Regions from separate parts of the Mus musculus genome. Here regions 1, 2, 3, 4 and 6 are each linked to region 5. Evidence: chromatin contacts called from public Hi-C, HiCAR-type, HiChIP or PLAC-seq and promoter capture Hi-C data. All regions are on one chromosome and are shown on one strand. The core of a region is the stretch at or near the end of the contact, and the rest is flanking DNA. Distances in the headings are between cores, read along the strand shown.

The links. Promoter capture Hi-C pulls out the DNA fragments that hold promoters and counts their contacts. A called contact is a pair of places that touch in the nucleus more often than the background predicts. HiCAR-type assays count read pairs that join an accessible place to other places. HiChIP or PLAC-seq counts read pairs in DNA pulled down with a chosen protein or histone mark.
Region 1: an H3K27ac HiChIP or PLAC-seq map of embryonic stem cells shows a contact between it and region 5, with 4 times the contacts expected there. The contact joins the enhancer-like site here to the promoter of Lncenc1 in region 5. A contact is called at or near these places in 2 of 39 promoter capture datasets (embryonic stem cells and liver), 2 of 484 Hi-C or Micro-C datasets (both in nephron progenitors), 7 of 115 datasets of contacts at active chromatin or transcription factors (embryonic basal ganglia, embryonic midbrain, embryonic stem cells and 2 more) and 1 of 9 other capture datasets (embryonic stem cells).
Region 2: a contact with region 5 is called in a HiCAR-type map of embryonic stem cells, with 3 times the contacts expected there. The contact joins the enhancer-like site here to the promoter of Lncenc1 in region 5. A contact is called at or near these places in 1 of 39 promoter capture datasets (embryonic stem cells), 3 of 484 Hi-C or Micro-C datasets (the N1E-115 cell line, embryonic stem cells and nephron progenitors), 7 of 115 datasets of contacts at active chromatin or transcription factors (bone marrow-derived macrophages, embryonic basal ganglia, embryonic forebrain and 4 more) and 1 of 9 other capture datasets (embryonic stem cells).
Region 3: a promoter capture Hi-C map of the SN4741 cell line shows a contact between it and region 5, with 5 times the contacts expected there. The contact joins the promoter of Rps18-ps4 here to the promoter of Lncenc1 in region 5. A contact is called at or near these places in 12 of 39 promoter capture datasets (the 3T3-L1 cell line, 3T3-L1-derived adipocytes, the SN4741 cell line and 7 more), 4 of 115 datasets of contacts at active chromatin or transcription factors (astrocytes, embryonic basal ganglia, embryonic forebrain and 1 more) and 1 of 9 other capture datasets (adipose tissue).
Region 4: a contact with region 5 is called in an H3K4me3 HiChIP or PLAC-seq map of bone marrow-derived macrophages, with 5 times the contacts expected there. The contact joins the enhancer-like site here to the promoter of Lncenc1 in region 5. A contact is called at or near these places in 5 of 115 datasets of contacts at active chromatin or transcription factors (T-cell acute lymphoblastic leukemia, astrocytes, bone marrow-derived macrophages and 2 more).
Region 6: a Hi-C map of the N1E-115 cell line shows a contact between it and region 5, with 2.1 times the contacts expected there. The contact joins the enhancer-like site here to the promoter of Lncenc1 in region 5. A contact is called at or near these places in 2 of 484 Hi-C or Micro-C datasets (the G1E-ER4 cell line and the N1E-115 cell line), 3 of 115 datasets of contacts at active chromatin or transcription factors (embryonic basal ganglia, heart atrium and neural progenitor cells) and 1 of 9 other capture datasets (adipose tissue).

What each region holds. Positions count from the first base shown.
Region 1 is chr13:97,844,061-97,846,884 of GRCm38.p6, reverse strand. No RefSeq gene overlaps it. Among named protein-coding and RNA genes, the nearest start is that of Gm41031, 19 kb to the right of the region's middle. Within about 2 kb of position 1,479, at least 6 of the 459 cell types and tissues checked have an H3K27ac peak or open chromatin away from gene starts, as enhancers often do. A contact at or near this core is called in embryonic stem cells, where this site is marked.
Region 2 is chr13:97,819,003-97,822,130 of GRCm38.p6, reverse strand. The region is part of intron 1 of Gm41031 (a long non-coding RNA gene); the gene reads left to right. Among named protein-coding and RNA genes, the nearest start is that of Gm41031, 5.5 kb to the left of the region's middle. Within about 2 kb of position 1,865, at least 10 of the 459 cell types and tissues checked have an H3K27ac peak or open chromatin away from gene starts, as enhancers often do. A contact at or near this core is called in embryonic stem cells, where this site is marked.
Region 3 is chr13:97,749,828-97,752,785 of GRCm38.p6, reverse strand. It overlaps Rps18-ps4 (ribosomal protein S18, pseudogene 4), which reads right to left and starts at 1,674. Exons shown (of 3, transcript NR_152263.1): 1 at 1,634-1,674; 2 at 1,217-1,374.
Region 4 is chr13:97,868,094-97,870,852 of GRCm38.p6, reverse strand. The region is part of intron 3 of Gm34388 (a long non-coding RNA gene); the gene reads left to right. Among named protein-coding and RNA genes, the nearest start is that of Gm34388, 25 kb to the left of the region's middle. Within about 2 kb of position 1,457, at least 16 of the 459 cell types and tissues checked have an H3K27ac peak or open chromatin away from gene starts, as enhancers often do. A contact at or near this core is called in bone marrow-derived macrophages, where this site is marked.
Region 5 is chr13:97,433,215-97,436,441 of GRCm38.p6, reverse strand. Lncenc1 (long non-coding RNA, embryonic stem cells expressed 1) reads right to left here and starts at 1,472. Exons shown (of 2, transcript NR_110432.1): 1 at 1,350-1,472.
Region 6 is chr13:97,773,896-97,776,947 of GRCm38.p6, reverse strand. No RefSeq gene overlaps it. Among named protein-coding and RNA genes, the nearest start is that of Rps18-ps4, 24 kb to the right of the region's middle. Within about 2 kb of position 1,732, at least 96 of the 459 cell types and tissues checked have an H3K27ac peak or open chromatin away from gene starts, as enhancers often do. A contact at or near this core is called in the G1E-ER4 cell line, the N1E-115 cell line, adipose tissue and 3 more, where this site is marked.

The sequences.
Region 1 (2,824 bases), core at 230-2,729, 410 kb before region 5:
TTCCAAGAGGCACAAATCTCAATTCTGTTGAATAGAAAATCAATGTCAACAAATGGATTTTGAGGTGGAACAGTACTCAGACCATAGCACTCATAGAAGAGAGAAGGGCACAGGGTGGAGTGGTGGGAGGCATGGGACCTGCAGCAGAGGAATGTGGCTTGGAGTCTCTGGCCTGCCACTCATGGGTGGCCTTGAGCAGATGGTTTTAGTTCTCCAATATTCAGATTTTTTTTTTAAAATCTAAATGTTGATAGTGTAGAGGTTATAGGTGACATGATATCTACAAAAGCACTTAGCACAACAGCTCATACGGAGCCAAGGATTAATAAATAGATTTTTGAACATTATTATTATGAGGCTTAGCAATTCTAAAACAACAAAGCAAAGGACGTTTACAGAAGTTCAAAGAATGGTTGGTAAATGTCATGAAGGGGAGATCTGCAATTGGCATGGAAAGACAGCTGAGGATCACGGTTCTGAGAAGTCAGAAGGTTGGAGGAAGTCTAGGGAGGACAAGAACCAAGCTCAGGGGACAGGCAGGGACACCAGGCTGGGCAGGCTGATGTGAAAGATTTCCTGGAATAATGCTGACAGTCATAAGGAAAGCGTGAACAAGGCTCCTACTGTGGAGAGGGCGAGTGCTCTCTTCAGTAATAGGATGAGACAAGAAAGGATGCTTTAAAAATTAGTAACCAACGTTCTAAGACAAATTGCAAAATAAGTGCAAGCAATCAGAGGCCACAGGTCAGCATTGCTGCAGATGGGCCCGCTGATATGCCCCTGGTGGAAGGCAGCTTGGCTTTCCGGAGAGCACTTTGATTGCAATTGATAACAATCATTAATTTCTCTTCAAAGTACTGATCCTGGAGCACATTCATTTATAATCAAAGAGGCATAAAGAATTATGTGCATTAAACAACCCCAAACACTTGGATACAACTCAAATGTTCACTGATGATGGAATTCTGGAATATTCTAAGCACCAATACGCCCATATTGTGGGTTTTTTTTTTCAGCATTTCAATATACTGAGGTAAATTTACATGGCTGATGTGGTACTATATGTAAAAGAAGTTGGTTGGTGAGAAGTTGAGAGTTGGCAAAAGTTGTAACAGTAAATTTGAGAACTCTATGTGTGTTTCCTAATGCACAGCAAAAGATCAGGAAGAAGACAAATCTAACTTTTCATGGTTGTCTCTGGAAAGAGGGAAATGGGGAGGAAGGTGTTCATACCTGGTAGGAAATAGGCCCAAACCATGAATAAAATATTTTCAAAGGAGACATTCAAATTATTAGAAGGAAAAAAAAAAAAAAAAGACCCACCAGTTAAAAGAAATGGAAACACATAACACATACAAATTTTTTACTTGCTAGACTGAATAGATTTTTCTTTTAAACAAAGACAGCGATGCCTGTATTGGGTCGAAGTTAGTACTTGTTAGCACAGTCTGGAGGAGGGTGTTTTAAGGAACAATTTGCAGCAAGCATCACACCCTGCCTCAGCAAATTTACTCTCAGGAATATCTCCTAAGGAAATGTGCCAGCTTAGTCCTCTCTCACCCACTTCAACGGTGCTTACAGTGGGAAAACAATACAATACAGAAGAACCCCAAAGAAACCAAAGTAGCAGCCCAAACCCACAAGCAAACGCCCAGCCCTGCTCTAGAAGTCTGTTTGAAAGGATGGTAGAGGCACACACAGATGCCAAGCAGCCATTCAGAAGGGTGGGGTGCTCCGCTTACTGACCTGGAAGCACACCAGCAAACGCATTCGAGGAGAAAGATACTGGAGAACAACCACAACGAACGCTCTGTTTTGAAGATACCTGTGTAGATAAGAGGAGTTCTGGGAGCTTGACCGCCAAGTGATGTGTCTAGGTTCCTTCATTCTGCTCGCTTTTATTTGCTCAGTCTTCTAGATCAAACACGGGTCACTAGGAGAAATAAACTGAATGCTCTAAAATGTTGAGAGAATTCATCGTAGGAGCAATAGACGAAGGTTACTTCCAGTTTTGCCATGATCCGGAGAGAGTGAAGATGACTTAGATCCACTCAGGGTGTCTATGTCTCACTGCGTATTAGAAGCATCTAGGCTGGCACCAAAATACAGAGGAGACCTTTCTGGGCAGGGTGTTTGTTGGTGCTGGTCTATTGTATCTGCTGGCACGTGGCAGATACACTGAACACTGGTAACCAGACATGGGCTCAGCACTCTAGGGACCAGAGTGGACTGTGGAGAGAAAGCTGTTTGGGGTTCAGATTGTGTTTCAAGAGTGAGATTTCTAAAAACAAACAAAAAATGAGAACAGTTTAACATTCTGTCCTACTTACCATGAACTCAAAACCTGACATACCCTGTAATCATCTGAAAAAGAGTCTCAGTTGAGTAACCATCTTTTATCAGATTCGTCTGTGGGCCTGTCTGTGAGGGATTGTCCTGAGTGTCTTAATTGACAGAGGGGGGCGCCCACCCACTGTGAGTCATCGTGGTCTTTCCCCTCCACGGTGGTCCAGCCAGGGCTGTGTAAGAAAGCTGGTCAAGAATGAGCCAGGATGTCAGACAACAGGTAGTGTTTCTCCATTTTTTTCTGATCTAGATTCTTGCCTTGAGTTCCTGTTCTAACTTCCTTGGTGATGACCTATGTCCTCTCCTCTCCAAGTCACTTCTGCTCGGAGTATTCTATCACAGCAATAGAAAGGAAACTAAATACAGTCCCATGGAGTTGACTTTGGTGAGCTTTCCTTCAGCATGTATAGCTCTCAAGCCCAAAGTGCTTCGCTGAGCAGGAGAATGATGGCGTCTGTGGCTACATTGCTCAAATGGA
Region 2 (3,128 bases), core at 616-3,115, 390 kb before region 5:
CCCATAGTTCTCTGCTGGCGGTCCTCTGAAGTGTATAGATATCTCTTGCCCAGTTTCCTTGTAGAGTGCACAGATGTGCCCAGGGAGTGGGGCTGGGCACAGATGTGAGCCACTCCGAGGACTCCTACCTCAGGAGTCAGGCTCAGATTGTCCCTAAGATTTTGCTACTAGGTAAGTTTATCACTGTCACGAGCTTACTGTGTCAGAAACATAGACAAATACCCTGTGTCTTTCCACAGTGTCAGAATTTATTGACTAGCAATAAATTCACAAGGCACAGCAGTTTCTTTGGCAGCAATTTGCCTTAGAGTCCCAACTTTCTTGATAACTAGCCAAGACAAATGCTGGTGCTCTCCCTCTCCCTCTCCCTCTCCCTCTCCCTCTCCCTCTCCCTCTCCCTCTCCCTCTCCCTCTCCCTCTCCCTCTCTCAAAGAAAAAACAAGCTGACAAGTTGACTACTAATATTAGCTCTCAATCACACATTATACAACACCCAGTAAATACTTGTATGTGTGTATATGTGTGTGTGTCATATGTGTCTGTGGGGTATGTGTGTGTATGTGTGTGGTGTGTGTCTGTGTGGTGTGAGTGTGAGTGCCTGTAGGTTATGAAATGCCACAAAAGGTAAAGGAGGCTGCATAGAGATCAAGGAGAGGAGTTTTCGAAGTGGAGGCAATAAGATCAGAACTTCAAGGTCATCATCTGCTACGTAACTTTAGAAACCAGTCTGGGATATAGGAAACCGCATCTCAGAAACAAATAAACAACAACAACAACAACAACCCTCCAAAGAGGCCCAAGAGACAGATTCAGGATGGTAGACGAATTCCCCCAGGAATAAAACATGCACCTTGCCAGGGTCACTGATACAGAGTCCAGCCAGAGCCTGAGGCTCATACTTTGAGCCAAGTCTCAGGGTCAAATCGAGCTGCTGAAGTGAGGCATAGGACTGTGAAGGCCACAGAAATGAAGAGCAGAGACAGGGTCAGAAATTCAAAGATGCCTTGGGGACCAAGCTGAGCTGAAGGCCCTGTGATTATCAGCTCTCTGCCTGTCCATTGTTTGATGTACACACCAGGTGATAGGATGAGAGCTTCTGGAAGGCACTTGAGAAAAATGAAAAAATCATACTGGGGAGGCTAGATTTAAGAGCTTATAGGTCATACCAGATTGAGGAAAGGGTATAATGCCCTTGCCTATAGCAACCTCTCGCCTAACGTGTGTGTGTGTGTGTGTGTGTGTGTGTGTGTGTGTGTGTGTGTGTGTGTGTGTGAGAGAGAGAGAGAGAGAGAGAGAGAGAGTGTGTGTGTGTGTGTGTGTGTGTGTGTGTGTGTGTTTGTGAAGAACCCGGGACTCCCCAGCTTGAATCCATTTTCCACCAGTGATCTGGCCTACTCAGCGCACGTCGGACCATTGGCTCACCTGTCTGAATCTGTCTCTGACCACTGTTTCTGGCTCCTTGTTGTGGTTGGCTCTGGGCTAAGTACTCAGGTGGCTTCTTGTGAACCAATCCCTTAATGAACAAAGGAGCCAATCACTGGGTGAGTAGGCGGGACTTCGAGGTTGGACAAAGGAAGAGAGGAAGCAGGGGAGAGTTAGGTCCTTTTTGGGATGGGACAGCAGAGAGGTAAGATGTAGCTGCTAGAGTTTCCCAGTAACATGGCAGATCCGCAAAGATTCGCCCCTAGAAGAATCAGATTTTAATAAGGTTTACAAAATTAGGTTTTAGTTGTCGTGCCCAGAGATTGAGTTACCATCGTTTCTGAGCTGAGTTTGTGTTGCGTTTTCCTTCACGTGGCAGCTCATCTGGGGTCAAGAGAGAAAGGTACAGCATCCAAGCATGGGTTTGCCAGATGTGTACCACAAAGGCCGTGGGGGATTTGAAACAGGGTTAGCATGGTAGCAACCTCCAGTGGGAACCTAGAGAGCTGGGTGGAGAGATTGTGGAGTTCTGAGTCAGTCTCCACGAGATAAAAACAGGTGGCCACTGCCCCGACAGTTCATGGCCTGTTTGGCTGCCAGGGCAGAGGCACAAGTGCGGGAACGTGCTGGGTCGGTTTTTTTTTTTTTTCCATTTTTTATTAGGTATTTAGCTCATTCACATTTCCAATGCTATACCAAAAGTCCCCCATACCCACCCATCCCCACTCCCCTACCCACCCACTCCCCCTTTTTGGCCCTGGTGTTCCCCTGTACTGGGGCATATAAAGTTTGCATGTCCAATGGGCCTCTCTTTCCAGTGATGGCCGACTAGGCCATCTTTTGATACATACGCAGCTAGAGTCAAGAGCTCCGGGGTACTGGTTAGTTCATAATGTTGTTCCACCTATAGGGTTGCAGATCCCTTTAGCTATTAAAAAGAATGAATTTATGAAATTCCTAGCCAAATGGATGGACCTGGAGGGCATCATCCTGAGTGAGGTAACACATTCACAAAGGAACTCACACAATATGTACTCACTGATAAGTGGATATTAGCCCCAAACCTAGTATACCCAAGATATAAGAATCAATTTGCTAAACACATGAAACTCAAGAAGAATGAAGACTGAAGTGTGGACACTATGCCCCTCCTTAGAATTGGGAACAAAACACCCATGGAAGGAGTTACAGAGACAAAGTTTGGAGCTGAGATGAAAGGATGGACCATGTAGAGACTGCCATATCCAGGGATCCACCCCATAATCAGCATCCAAACGCTGACACCATTGCATACACTAGCAAGATTTTATCGAAAGGGTCGTTTTTTAAAAATATTTTCCGAAACAGCTCCTGATCCGGGTGTGGTTTTTCTCAGCCTGGCTCAGTTTTGTTCACTCTCGAATCTGCTGCTTTTCTCCTAAACCTGGACGCCAGCAGTTTTCACTGGCAGCTCAGTCCCAGCTTGGCCTTGGCCTTTTTCTTCATGGACTCTTTCTCAACCCACTTTTGTAGACTGAGCTCTGCCGCACCTGGCTTAACTTGTATTCATTCTGTAACACACATACACACATAGATGCACACATACCACACACACACACACGTCCATACACATGCATACACACACAGCACATACACACCACACCATGCCATACACTTACATACACAAACCACATACCACAACACACACACACACACACACACACACA
Region 3 (2,958 bases), core at 425-2,924, 320 kb before region 5:
GGGTGGGGGGGTGGGCGGGGGGGGGGCGGGGGGCAAGGCCTAGGAAGAAAAAGGGTCACAGGAGCAAGTGAAAGACTTGGAGACAACCCTACTTCCACTGCTAGGAATCCCACAAAAACACCTAGCTAAAAACCACTAATATATATGCTGAGGACCCAGCACAGACCCGCGCAGGCTCCGTGATTACCACAGTAGTCGCTGTGAGCACCTAGGAACCCTGCTTAGTTGATTCTGTGGGCCATGTTGTCCTGGTGCCCTCAACTCTCTGGCTTCTGCAATCCTTTTCTCCCCTCTTCTGCAGGGTTCCCTAAGCTCCAAGAGAAGGGGCATGGTGAAGATCTTCAATTTGGGGCCTCTATCAGCCTTATGTTTGGTTGTGGGTCTCTGCATCTGTCCCCATCAGCTGTTAGTGGAACCCTCTCTGATGACGATTGGACTTCCGGGGGGCTTTCTCTTTCTGAGCCGTTTGTTCCTTGCACTTCACGTTACAAAGATCGGCTTCCAATTGATCCCAGAGTTCCCACAGCCGTCATGTGACAGGGATGGATTTGTGCTGATTCTCGGGACTGGCAAGAAGATTATGGGAGTTACTGGTTACTCTAAGAAGGAAACATTGTATGATAGTAGAGTTAGCATGGGCATTCCTTAATGATAAGCAGAAGACATAGTCTGATTGACCCCAGAAAATTTTTGTTTTGTTTTTGAGATATGATCAGATGTAGCTCAATCTGTCTGGAACTCACTATGCAGCCAAGATGGACTTTGAGCTTCGTCTTTGTTATTGTTGTTTTAAGATTTCTATCTATTTTATATATATATGGTTGTGAACCATCATGTGGTGGCTGGGAATTGAACTCAGGACCTCTTGAAGAGCAGTCAGTGCTCTTAACCACTGAGCCATCCCTTTAGCCCGTTTGTTTGATTTTTTTCCTTAAATCAGTTTTAAATAACTTTTTTGTGTTGTTTGTGTTCAGAATACGTACATCTGAACGTAGGGGGCATGCACACTCACCAGAAAAGGACCTCAGGCATCCTGTTATTTTCCTCTCTGCTTTATTACCCTCAGGTGATCTTCCTGCCTCTGTCAATAACACCCTGGGTTACTCATGGCCATGCCCAGCTTTTTATGTGGAAGCTGGGGATTTGAACTTGGGTCTACATACCTCTTCAGCAAACTCTCTTACCCACTGAGCAACCTCCAAAGCTTAACTCTGACCTTCTGACTCTCCTGCCTTCACTTCCTGTGTGCTGAGATCACCAGCTTATACCAGCAGGCCCAGTATATTTGGTGCTGAGAACGGAACCCAGGGCTTCATGCACATCAGGACAGCATTCTGTTGAGTATCCTTCACCTCTGCATTCTTCTTTATGGATCTACAAGGCCCATAAAGGTTACTAGCCGTGGCTGGAGGGTGGAGGCCCAGAAGAAACTCATGTTTGTATGCCCACATGCATCCTGGCTCAACCTAGCAAGGATGGGATCCCTGCCAGGCAGAATGTAGGAAATGCTCAGCCTCCCTTCCCAGCAGAGACACACAAGCTCTGGCCGGCTGTGCCCTTTCTCTATAGGCTCATATGCTCAGTTCTGGCTGTCTTTGCCTTTTAGCCCTTCCTTCCAGAGTCCCCGACTCACCTATCCGCTGGCCTCTCCTCAGCCTCTGTGGAGGACTGCACATGTGTGTGCAGACACACTTCTGCCACCTGGAGTCCTCTCTGTGTTTCCCCCTCTTTGTCTCATTTTGGTTCACAGCAGGGCTTCACGATTCTCTTGCATTCTGTTAATAAAAATTAAGCAATCAATTTTCTTCCCCTTCATTACATCTAATTCCCTCTCTAACTCAATTATTATTGCAACCCTGGCAAGTGCTTTGCAAGGCAGATGGCAGGAAGGACAGGTTGCCAAAATAAAGGGCATTGTTTGCTGAGGGATATTGTTTCCATGAAAGTGATGACACTTTCCTTCCAAGGATGGATTATTTTTTTTTTCTAAAATCAAATTCGTGTAGCTCTGTTAATGGAATAGGTTCGAGCAAGTGCTGCCAAGAGAAACATAGGCACATACAACAAACTATAGCAGCCATTAAGAGTACTTTATATAATTTAGTAATGTAAAATAATACGATGATATATATCATTTTCTTCGAAAGAAATTAGAATAAACGTATGATGTGACTTTGTGTTCCCAGCCCTTTGAGTTCTAAACTATCTCATTGCAAAGGTGGTTTATTTGGTGCCACAGTGCAGAGCCAGCCTGACAGATTAAGTCATAGTCCTTTATAGTGTTGCTTGGGAAATTTCTGTCTGACTAAGAGTGGCGGATATCCAAGCTCAAGTGCAAGCTCTGATCGACTGATCGATGGGTTGATTGCTATTGTCTGTGCCATTGTGAGAAGTAGGTAAGAAGGCAACGGGCACTCTCTGTAAGGAAACCCCTAAGGAAACTCAGCAAGAGTGGAGGGAAGTGTTCTTCCTCCGGGTTGAACCCTGAAGAAGTTTGGAAGGCTATTTTTTCCTCTTGTGCATGTGTGTGTGTGTGTGTGTGTGTGTACACGCACGTGAGCCTTGTGTGTGTGCTTGCATGTGTGTACATGTGCATGAGTCCTTCCGTGTGTGCTTGCATGGATGTGCACATGCGTGTATGAGCCTTGCCTATTGTGACTCAGGAACTACCCACCTTATTTTCTTGAGGCAGGTTTACTCACTGGCCTAGAACTCAACAAGCAGGATAAGATAGCTGTCCAGTGAGCCCCCATGGGTCCATGTCCTCAATTTACCAGTTTTGAGGTTTCAATTTTTGTCACCTGCCTGGCTTTTGTGTGTTGTATATGGGTTCTGGAGAACTGAACTCTGGCCCACATTCTTGTGCCAAGCACTTTCCCGTCTAAGCTATCATCCCAGCCATTCCCCTTTTGGAGACAGGGGTTTACTATATAGCCCTGGTTGGATTGGAGCTCACTG
Region 4 (2,759 bases), core at 208-2,707, 430 kb before region 5:
TCTGCATACACCAAAGTCACAGCAGCCCGAGCCGGCCTGGGAACCATCACAGCACCATTACAATCACACCAGTGACAAACTAAGTCTTCACTGAGGTCACGCCATGCCTGAGTTCATGGGAGAGCCCTGTGTACATTGTCTTACGCAGTTCTCACAATCTCACTGTGCCGTGGGCATTATTATTTGTATTTTTCAGATAATTCAAATGACTTTCTCACGTCACAACTGATAAGAGGCAAGGCCAAAGACAGTCATGGGCCACCGTGACCTTTTACCAGTTCTGATGTTCTCCCATCATTAAGCTGGGTGATGCCCGGAGCCATTCAAGCCTCTCAGATGTAACTCCTGTCTTAAAGCCAGGGTGGCATGTGACATCTCATGCCCACGTGGACTGAATAGAAGTGTGTCTGCTAAAGGTACTCACTGTAACAAGACTCAGTATTTCAACAACCCCCCCCCAGGTTCAGACCTTCTGCATTTTTGCATGTTTTCTTATTCATTCGGAGGGGGTATCCAGGCTGCCAGGCTGGCATGCACATCAGCCCGTGGCGTGAAGTATCCTTCTGTCTAAGACAGAGTGGAATGTCTCCAAGCCCTCTCCAGCATGAGCTCCACACGGTGCCACAGCATTTGCCCTTGCTTTGCCGTGAGCAGTCAGTCACCCTGGCCAAACCAAGATGTTCAAGTTAGACCGGAGTGCTGCCCATAAGATAAGAGATCACTATCAGAATCCATCAAAGGTTCTTCCCACCCCCTTCTTCAATCCCACTCTAGAATTGATTCATCTTCGGTTTCAAGATAGGGAGAGGTGGGAGGCAAGAGGAAATTTATAGGCCTGCTTCCCAGGGCGATTGCCAGTGTTTGGTTATAAATATTTTCAAGAGGGATAAAAGCAATCAGTCTGTTTCTGAGAGCCCTGTGCACACTGCCCCAGTAGCAGAGAAATGGAGCCAAGAAGGGAGTGTGGGCAGACCAGTCTTATTCTACAGCCACTGTGTGCTATGGGAAGTGGAGGGAAGAAGGGATCCAGAGAGGGAGAGAAGGCTGCTGTTTGAAAGTACAGAGCACCCTGACACCCACTCTCCCTAAGTATGTGTGTTCTGTTCCTGCCATGCCATCGGTAGACAATAGCTTCTTTCCATTTCCTCTTCATCACCCCAAAGCAGGGAGCTAGCTACAAAGGGAAGGACATGCTGAGATCCCACGAAGTACTTTTATTGAAACCCAGCTCTCCAGAGAGAGATTGAGGAAGTGACTTAAGCAACCTTATTACAAAATAAAAATGTATCCTCTGACTTCATGACAGGAAATTCAAGAGAGAAAAGCTCATAAAAATGTACACGCGCACGCGGGCGCGCGCGAGCGCGCACACACACACACACACACACACACACAGAGAGAGAGAGAGAGAGAGAGAGAGAGAGAGTAAGCAGAGTTCAAAAGGACCGGAAGAAAGAAGACACAATAAATCATTATGTGCAGAACAGGCAAACACAGCATGAGGCTCAGAAAGGAGTTTTAAAACCCCCAGGAGTAATTTTGTCTTTTTAGGAATATTGTGCGCTCTAGTCTGAAAATTCTAATTAGAATAGATTCATCAAGCTATGGAAAATAGCTGAAATTCCTTGTTGTTCGCACCATGGTTTGCAAGAACCTCCCTGACTTCACACCACTGACAGTGCTGAGGGCATCCGGCAATGCTTCTAGAAAGCTCTCAGGTGTCCGCGCTTTGTTTGCATGGCACGTGGATATCATCACTTAGCAGCTGCTAAGAAGAGCTGCTCATTAGCGAAACTAGTCAGGAAACAAACATGACTTCACAGAGCCCTCCTTCCAGACTCACTTTCCACTGACCCCTTCGCCCCAGATGGATTGAATAGCATGTTCAATTAAAGGGCACAGGAAGGGCTCAGCTCTGTGGTAGGAAACATTTTCCCTACCCCACCTCTGCTTAGCTCTGCCATCAACCATTGATAGCTAATCTTTTAATAAATCATTTGGGATTTTAGAACTCAGGATTCTGTGGAATTTTTTTCCCCTCCAGAATACCTACCTCTTATATGTTCACATGCATTGTCTTGGGGCTTCCACTACAGAGTGGTCTGAGAAAGGCATAAATGGTCTATCAATGTGGCTCAAAGCAAGGCTTTTATCTGAGGACCCATTCATTTTCCAGCCATCATTTTCCCACTCTGGGCTAGTCTTTCTTCTTTGGGCACAACTGCTCGCTCCCTGTGAAGACTGAAGGCCAAGGGTAAACTCAAGAGCCAGGCCTCTGCTTGCTCAGCTGTTGAAGATGGAAGGTGGACCTGTGGTGCACCTGTGGTCGTGGGAAAAACATAGAGCTTGTGTCTCTTGCTGTGTGAGTTGGGTATAGGCAGGGAAAAGGGTGAGGTGAGACAGTAGATTGGAGTGGGAGATGGGGAGGCTGCAGGGAGGGCATCAAGGTTTCGTTTGTGGAAGGAGATGGCCAAAGAAGCCTCATAATGCATATAAAGATGACAACTCTTGGCTTCATATGGTCTCGTATTCTACATATGGTCTAGTCTTACTATTCCTAACCTCTGGGAATCCCAGTGCAGCTCCGCCCAAAACATGTTCACAGACATACAGTTCTCTGGCGATACCCATCCTATTTAGACATGGGAACCATGCCGTGTATAAACAGCTCAAATCTTAAAGTGCACAGGGAACAGGTACAGTATCTGAGCCAGGCTTCAGTATTTAAGTGGCCCAGTTTCTCTCTTAAGCTTTTTAGG
Region 5 (3,227 bases), core at 223-2,722:
AAGACAGAATGGAGGAGTTGGACAGAAGGTTGCAAACATTTACATGACAAACTAGCCTCTCAGAATCCACCAGGGGAACCAGTCACCAGTATTCTAGTACTTTCCTGTCATCTACAAAAATCACTCACAGTCTTTACTAAATACGATTTATAAAAAATGGCCCCTGCAGCTGCCGCAGATATCTCCTAGGCCGGCAGAGATGGGAGGGCGGGACTCGGCTAGAGCTAGAATCCTTGCGGTCTCCGGGCTACGACCAGGCAACAGCTTTCCCAGGACGATCCTAGGAAGAAGGCAGGATGCTCCCCTGGGGAGTTCCGGGGGGCAGGGGAGCTCTGCCTGGACCTAGAGATGGCTGCATCCCAGCAGGGTGGTGACCTTTTGTTTCTACTGGTTTTCAAAGACACCAAGGTTTTGTTCTTAATTCACACGCGCGTGCGCGCGCACACGGGAGAGAGGGAAGGGGGCGGGGAAGAAGGAGTGAGAGAGAAGAGAGAATTAGGACCCAACTAATCCAGCAACAAGCTTGTCCTGGCACCTTGAGAGGTTAACCAATTTCACTCTCCTGTAACTGGAGCGAAGCCTTTCTTTTCTCCCTGAGGGGGACAGAACAGGGTCCCCTCTCTGCAGCCCCCACCCCACCCCCCAGAGACTCAGCTTTCCTGAACAATAACCCAACTGTCTGGACAGGATGGGAAACTGTCTCAGTGAGTTGGGAGCCCACCCTTGTACAAACCCAGACATGCACAAAAAGTTCCGCGTTTCACCGCAGGAAGTGAGGACGGTGGCTTCAGGCATCATTAATCATTTTGAAGCGATTATTCTTAAAAGGGAGTGAAAAAAAAATACAAAGATGCAGCTTGAGTTAGTCATGCCCAATAAAAATCAGCACTTCTCCAAATCGTATTTCCCTGAATCCATGTGGAACGTTTAAGAGCACTCTCCACTGACAAGAGTCCAGACCAGATAGGGAGTCTGTTTCCTCTGTAATTAGAACTCCCTCAAATACTTGGGACCTGACAGGGCTAGATAGGGAAGGGCGCGTGGGGTAGCGGCGAAGCTTTATTTCCTCTGCCTTCCAGCCCAGGAATGCACAACACATTTTAACAAGAAGATAAAGCAAGAACAATTTAGGGTTTTGCGTCCTCGGGGAATCTTTTTTACACCCCCCCCCCAATTGAAATTCCGTAAAACAAAGCTAAGAACAATCCTGCTTTGTCTCCTAATTGAGCTAGGGAACTGTGAAATCCCCTACCCCACCCCCATCACCTCACCAGGCCCCGAGCCCAGCAGGCAGGGGCCGGGAAAGCAGTAATTCCCAAGATTGCCTGCCCCATGGGGTGGGTGCTTACAGAGCAGGTCCATCCTGAGCGGTCATTCAAATCTGCTCACCCTTACAGGAAACACGCCCCGGTCCAGGCCTTTGAAGTAACAGTGTGTCACCAGCAGAAGGAAAGTGATCGCTAGAAAATGAAATCTACTCCATCCTTTCAAAGACATTGCATTTCCTGTGATTCCTGGGTCCAGAGGAAATGCACTCGATGAAATTGAATTAATTTTTTTTTTCCTCCTGAAGTCACCTGGTCTGCCAGAAGCCTCTCTCATCAGTTCCCTCTCACTGAGCCATTGGCCGAGTCCCCAATTTATTCATTTATTTCTTAATCGAGATATCTAGAGCAGAAATCACAGGATATATGTAGAAAACTGCCCCCCTCTTACCATGGCTCCCTCCTCACTCCTGCAGACACTTCACAGGTAAGTGAGCCTAGGGGCTGATGCCACAACCTTCCTCTCCATCCCCCGGGACCATGTTTGTCTATTTTGTTGGTCAGATTTGATTATTATTTGTCATTTTTCTCCTAGCTTAGCCCCCCCCCCCACACACAGAGTTTTTGTACAGTCCCAGGAAGACCCTTAAAAATGTGCTGAGTCACACTGACTTCTAGGAGTTTCAGGGAGGAGCAGGTATCTATCTGTAACCCTGTAGACTGATATTAAAGAGCCTAAGCCGGGTAACCCGAGTGTCCACAGGGGCATGCGGGGCAGCCTGGGGTATTCAGTCAGAGCCAAAACAGGGCAAAGACGTTTGGAAGATGGGATGTAAATGTTCATTTAGGCCGAAAGATGGTGTCCTGCAGTGCAATTAGGACCCAGCCTGGGAAGTCAATGCCCCAGCGGCTAGAGGAGAGAGCTGAAAAAGGAAACCCGCAGCAGAGATGGCAGATGGGTAAAGAGTTACATCATCCAGAGAGGGCAGTCAGGTAAGGAAGAATTTTAAGGATATCAGAAAGACTAGATTGGAAATGGATGTTAATATGAATAGTGTTCAATGGATAAAGATAAATACAAAACTAAGCATTACTCTGTGTTGGTTTTCAGACCGTGGACAAAGCGTTGAGGTGCATATTTAACATACCAAAGTGGATCTGGCCTTCAGGTTCTCCCAGCATCCTTCAGTCTCAACCTGGGTCTCTACCTACCCTCTACATATCCTCTACACATTCCGCTGGCATATCTCCCTCCCTTCTGTCTCCCTCCCCACGGTGACTTTCCTGGCCTCTATCCTTGGGATCGGTGAACTCACTAACCCAGGAAAGGTTTTCCAATAACCTGCCTTTAGATATACTCTAATCTGGCTTAATTTGGCTCGTTTCATGAAATAACTTTTGCTTGTTTGTTTGTTTGTTTGTTTGTTTGTTTTTCGAGACAGGGTTTCTCTGTGTAGCCCTGGTTGTCCTGGAACTCACTCTGTAGAGCAGGCTGGCCTCAAACTCAGAAATCCACCTGCCTATGCCTCCTAAGTGCTGGGGAAATAACTTATTGCTCTGTAATGAAGTATTTAGGAAAAAGGGATGCTAAAGGGTGATATTTTCAAAGTTTCATGTATCCCAGGCTGGCCTCATACCCACTGTGTTGGATCTTGGGACATCTTTGAAGTTCTGACCCTCTTTCTCCTGCTTCTTGGGTGCTGGGATTGCAGGCACATCCTAGTATACCATACATTTGTGATGGATCTAAGTGGAGGTCTTCATCTGTGCTGGCAAGGACTCTCCCAGTGGAGCCGCATCCCTGGCCCCCAGACACTGACTTTTCAGTACCATCCTCTATTCCAGGAAACCAGAGCCTCCTGAACAAACAACTGAATCCAAAACAGAAACTTAGAAAAAGTCAGATGAAGATACTATCTTGCTATGCCAAAAAGGATGCGCTCAAGAAGAAAGATAGAGATG
Region 6 (3,052 bases), core at 483-2,982, 340 kb before region 5:
AGAGTTGGCGTCTCCCTCAGCCACATTCTTGTTTTGACCTGGACCCTTTCCAATGGCTTTCTGCCTGGCCAAGGTTTCAGCTATTCAACAATGGCCACCAGTGCTCTCTGTCACCATTGGCACCCTGACAGCTTCACAGTGTCTTGTAATTAGAAAGAAAAACACTCCCTCCCTCTGAGCCATCTTCAGATGAGGGTACCATAGCTGGCTCCTTGGGCCTCAGGTTATTGGAAGCTTTATTGCAACACCTGTTAGCTTCCCTATTCAGCTTCTACTCTTCAAGGGGTGGACCGGTACCACCAGGACATCAGCAGCTGGGAGGACTCGTGTTGCTTAGACTTCTGTTTAGGAGCACGGAGAGAGGAAACTCAAGTGCGCAGAGCAATATTGTGACGATTTAAAGTTTACGTTTTCCGTTAGAAAGGTGGAATACATTTTGAAAGTTGAAAATGTTGAAAAGTGACTCAGTTGTGCTTATTACTTACAGTTCCAAGAGACATAATACACCAAACACTGCTGTGTCTCTATACATTTCTCTAGGAAGCTCATAATTCCAAGTTTACAACAATTTCACAAACCTTTATTTTGACAGGGTTTCAAGAGCGCTACAGAAAATCAGCTGAGAGTCTAGTAGAATTCTTGGAATGGAAGTCTTTGAGTCTTTGAGGGGGTTCTTTCCCCATCCAGGGGTGGAACCAAGATCTTCTTGGAGTATGAGGACGTTCAGGACGATGGTGACGGGTCACCAAGACTGCTCCTTGTTCTTTGCTGCAGCAGTTATGATTTAATCTTTACAGTTTGACTTTACCCTGTGGTTTCATGTGTCTTCCAATCTGCATCGCCAGCCTTGGTCTCTGCTGAACGCTCGGTGTGTGGCAGTCCAGATCACACCTAGCAGGCATCCGTCTTTATCCACAGCTCTGTGTCTGAAGACAGATTCACTCTTCCCTCTTCTCCCCCAACCAGCTCCAGGTCAGGTGTTGCCTACTTGGGAAATGGCGACATTTTGCTAGTCTGTAGGAAACATGCTAAATAATTTTCAAAGAAGAGAGAGGATTTAGAAACTTGTTTACTTCCTGGAACTGAGATGAGAGCATCTCCCTTTTTCTCATTGCTTCAAAAGATGCATATACATATGAATGCATGTATGTATGAATGCACATATTATGAATGCATGTACGTGTGAATGCATGTATGTATGATTTGTACATGTTTGTGTGTGGGTGCACTGTGCTATGGCACTGTCATGGAGGCAAATGGGCAACTTGTGGCAGTCAGTTCTCTCCTTCCACCATGTGAGCCCTGGGGAACAAACTCTAGTCATCAGGATTGGTGGCAAGTTCCATCACCCATTGAATGATCCCACCAGCTCCCCTCTTACTGTTTTTAAACAGAGAGAATCTAACAAAGCAGAACCATTGCAGAAAATTATAGTAGCTTCAGGAAAAGGAGAGAGAGAGAGAGAGAGAGAGAGAGAGAGAGAGAGAGAGAGAGAGAGAGATGAAGGAATGACTTTGTCTTTGTGTTGAGATGGGGTTAGGCAGGGATTCCAGAGCCAGATGCCATTTTGGAATGAAGTCAGTGGCCATTGCTCCGGCATTCCCAGCATCCCAGGGGAGCAGGAGTTGGGCGTTCACTACTGGTGATGCAGCATCTCCAGCCAGCACGGCTCCATGCAGCTGGGCACCAAGCATGCTGATGACGTCACCGAGCACAGCTGCTGCAATATCTGCTTTGGAGTTTGTTCCCAGCCTGGCTTAGACTTGGCATTGTTCTGGCTGGGCCTGAGCAGTCAGTGGAAGTCTTTAGGCACATTCTGTGCTTTCTAGGCTTGTCCAGGATACAATTTACTTCTCTGATCTATTTATCCCGAAAAAGGAGGTTGCAGCCGCTGCTGTTGCTCGTAATTCTTTCTTCATGGTGTCTTTCCACACCAGTGTCAAGAGAGAGAATGTGGACTGACAGCTGATTCTCCCTGACTCTTTGTCTTCCAGTTCAATGATACACATTAGCAGAGACTGAGCTGTCCCGGGGGAGAGCAGACTCCACACCCAGGCAATCTGGCTTTGAATCCTACTCCCACCATCTGATGAGCTATATGATATTGAGCAAAAGACTTAATTTCCCTAAGTCTCAATTACTTCATTTATTAAAAGTAAATACTAATCTTACACGACTATTTTAGTAGTGTGCTTGACCTATGCAATTGTAGTTATTGTAGCTTTTCTTACTGATGATTCATTTCATAACATTTATAGTAAAACTAAAAGTCTATCATTTCTAAGATGTATCTTTAACCTAGTAGCCATTTGTTATGTAATTGTAACATCAACCATTAATTTCACTTTCATTAGAGCATGTGCCATAGACGAAGCTGAGATTTTTGTTTTTTTTTTGCTATATTTAACAACTAAGCTTTAATAATCAGCCCAAGATCTCAGAGTTTTTAGAAGTAGAATCAAAACTTTGTCAGATTCTGCTCTGTTCTTTTTTCTATTGTTCCACGGTGATTTGGACTTTGAATAGGTTGTTCAATCGATATTTGTTGAAAGTTGCCTTGGCACTAGAAGGAGAGGGATGAAATCAGGTGTGAAGAACTAGCTGTCAATAGCGAAGCTGTAGAGGGAAGCTGATTTAAGGCCATTCCCCCAAGAGCTGGGTTCTTCATACAAGGCACACATGTTGCTACTTTATGTGCTCTGAGTGCAATGCATCTGTATGTGAAACCTGAAGGCATCTTTATAAATCATGGTACCCTGTACAATGGATACATGACATGACAAAAGTTTGTAAATCAGTTATTTGGGAATTCATAAAATGTTCTCTGATCCTAGCCACTTATCTCCCGGGTCCTCTCGGACCCATTCCTATTCTCTACTGCCCAACTTTGTATCATTTGTTTTTTCTTTCTTAAATACCAACCAAGTCCAATCTGTGCTGTCTGTATATTCTTGGATGTATGGCCTTCCACTGGAGTGTGGGTGACTTATCAGGAGCTACATCTATAAAGAAAACTGACTCTTTCTTTCTCCCAGCAGCTCTCCATGGCCAA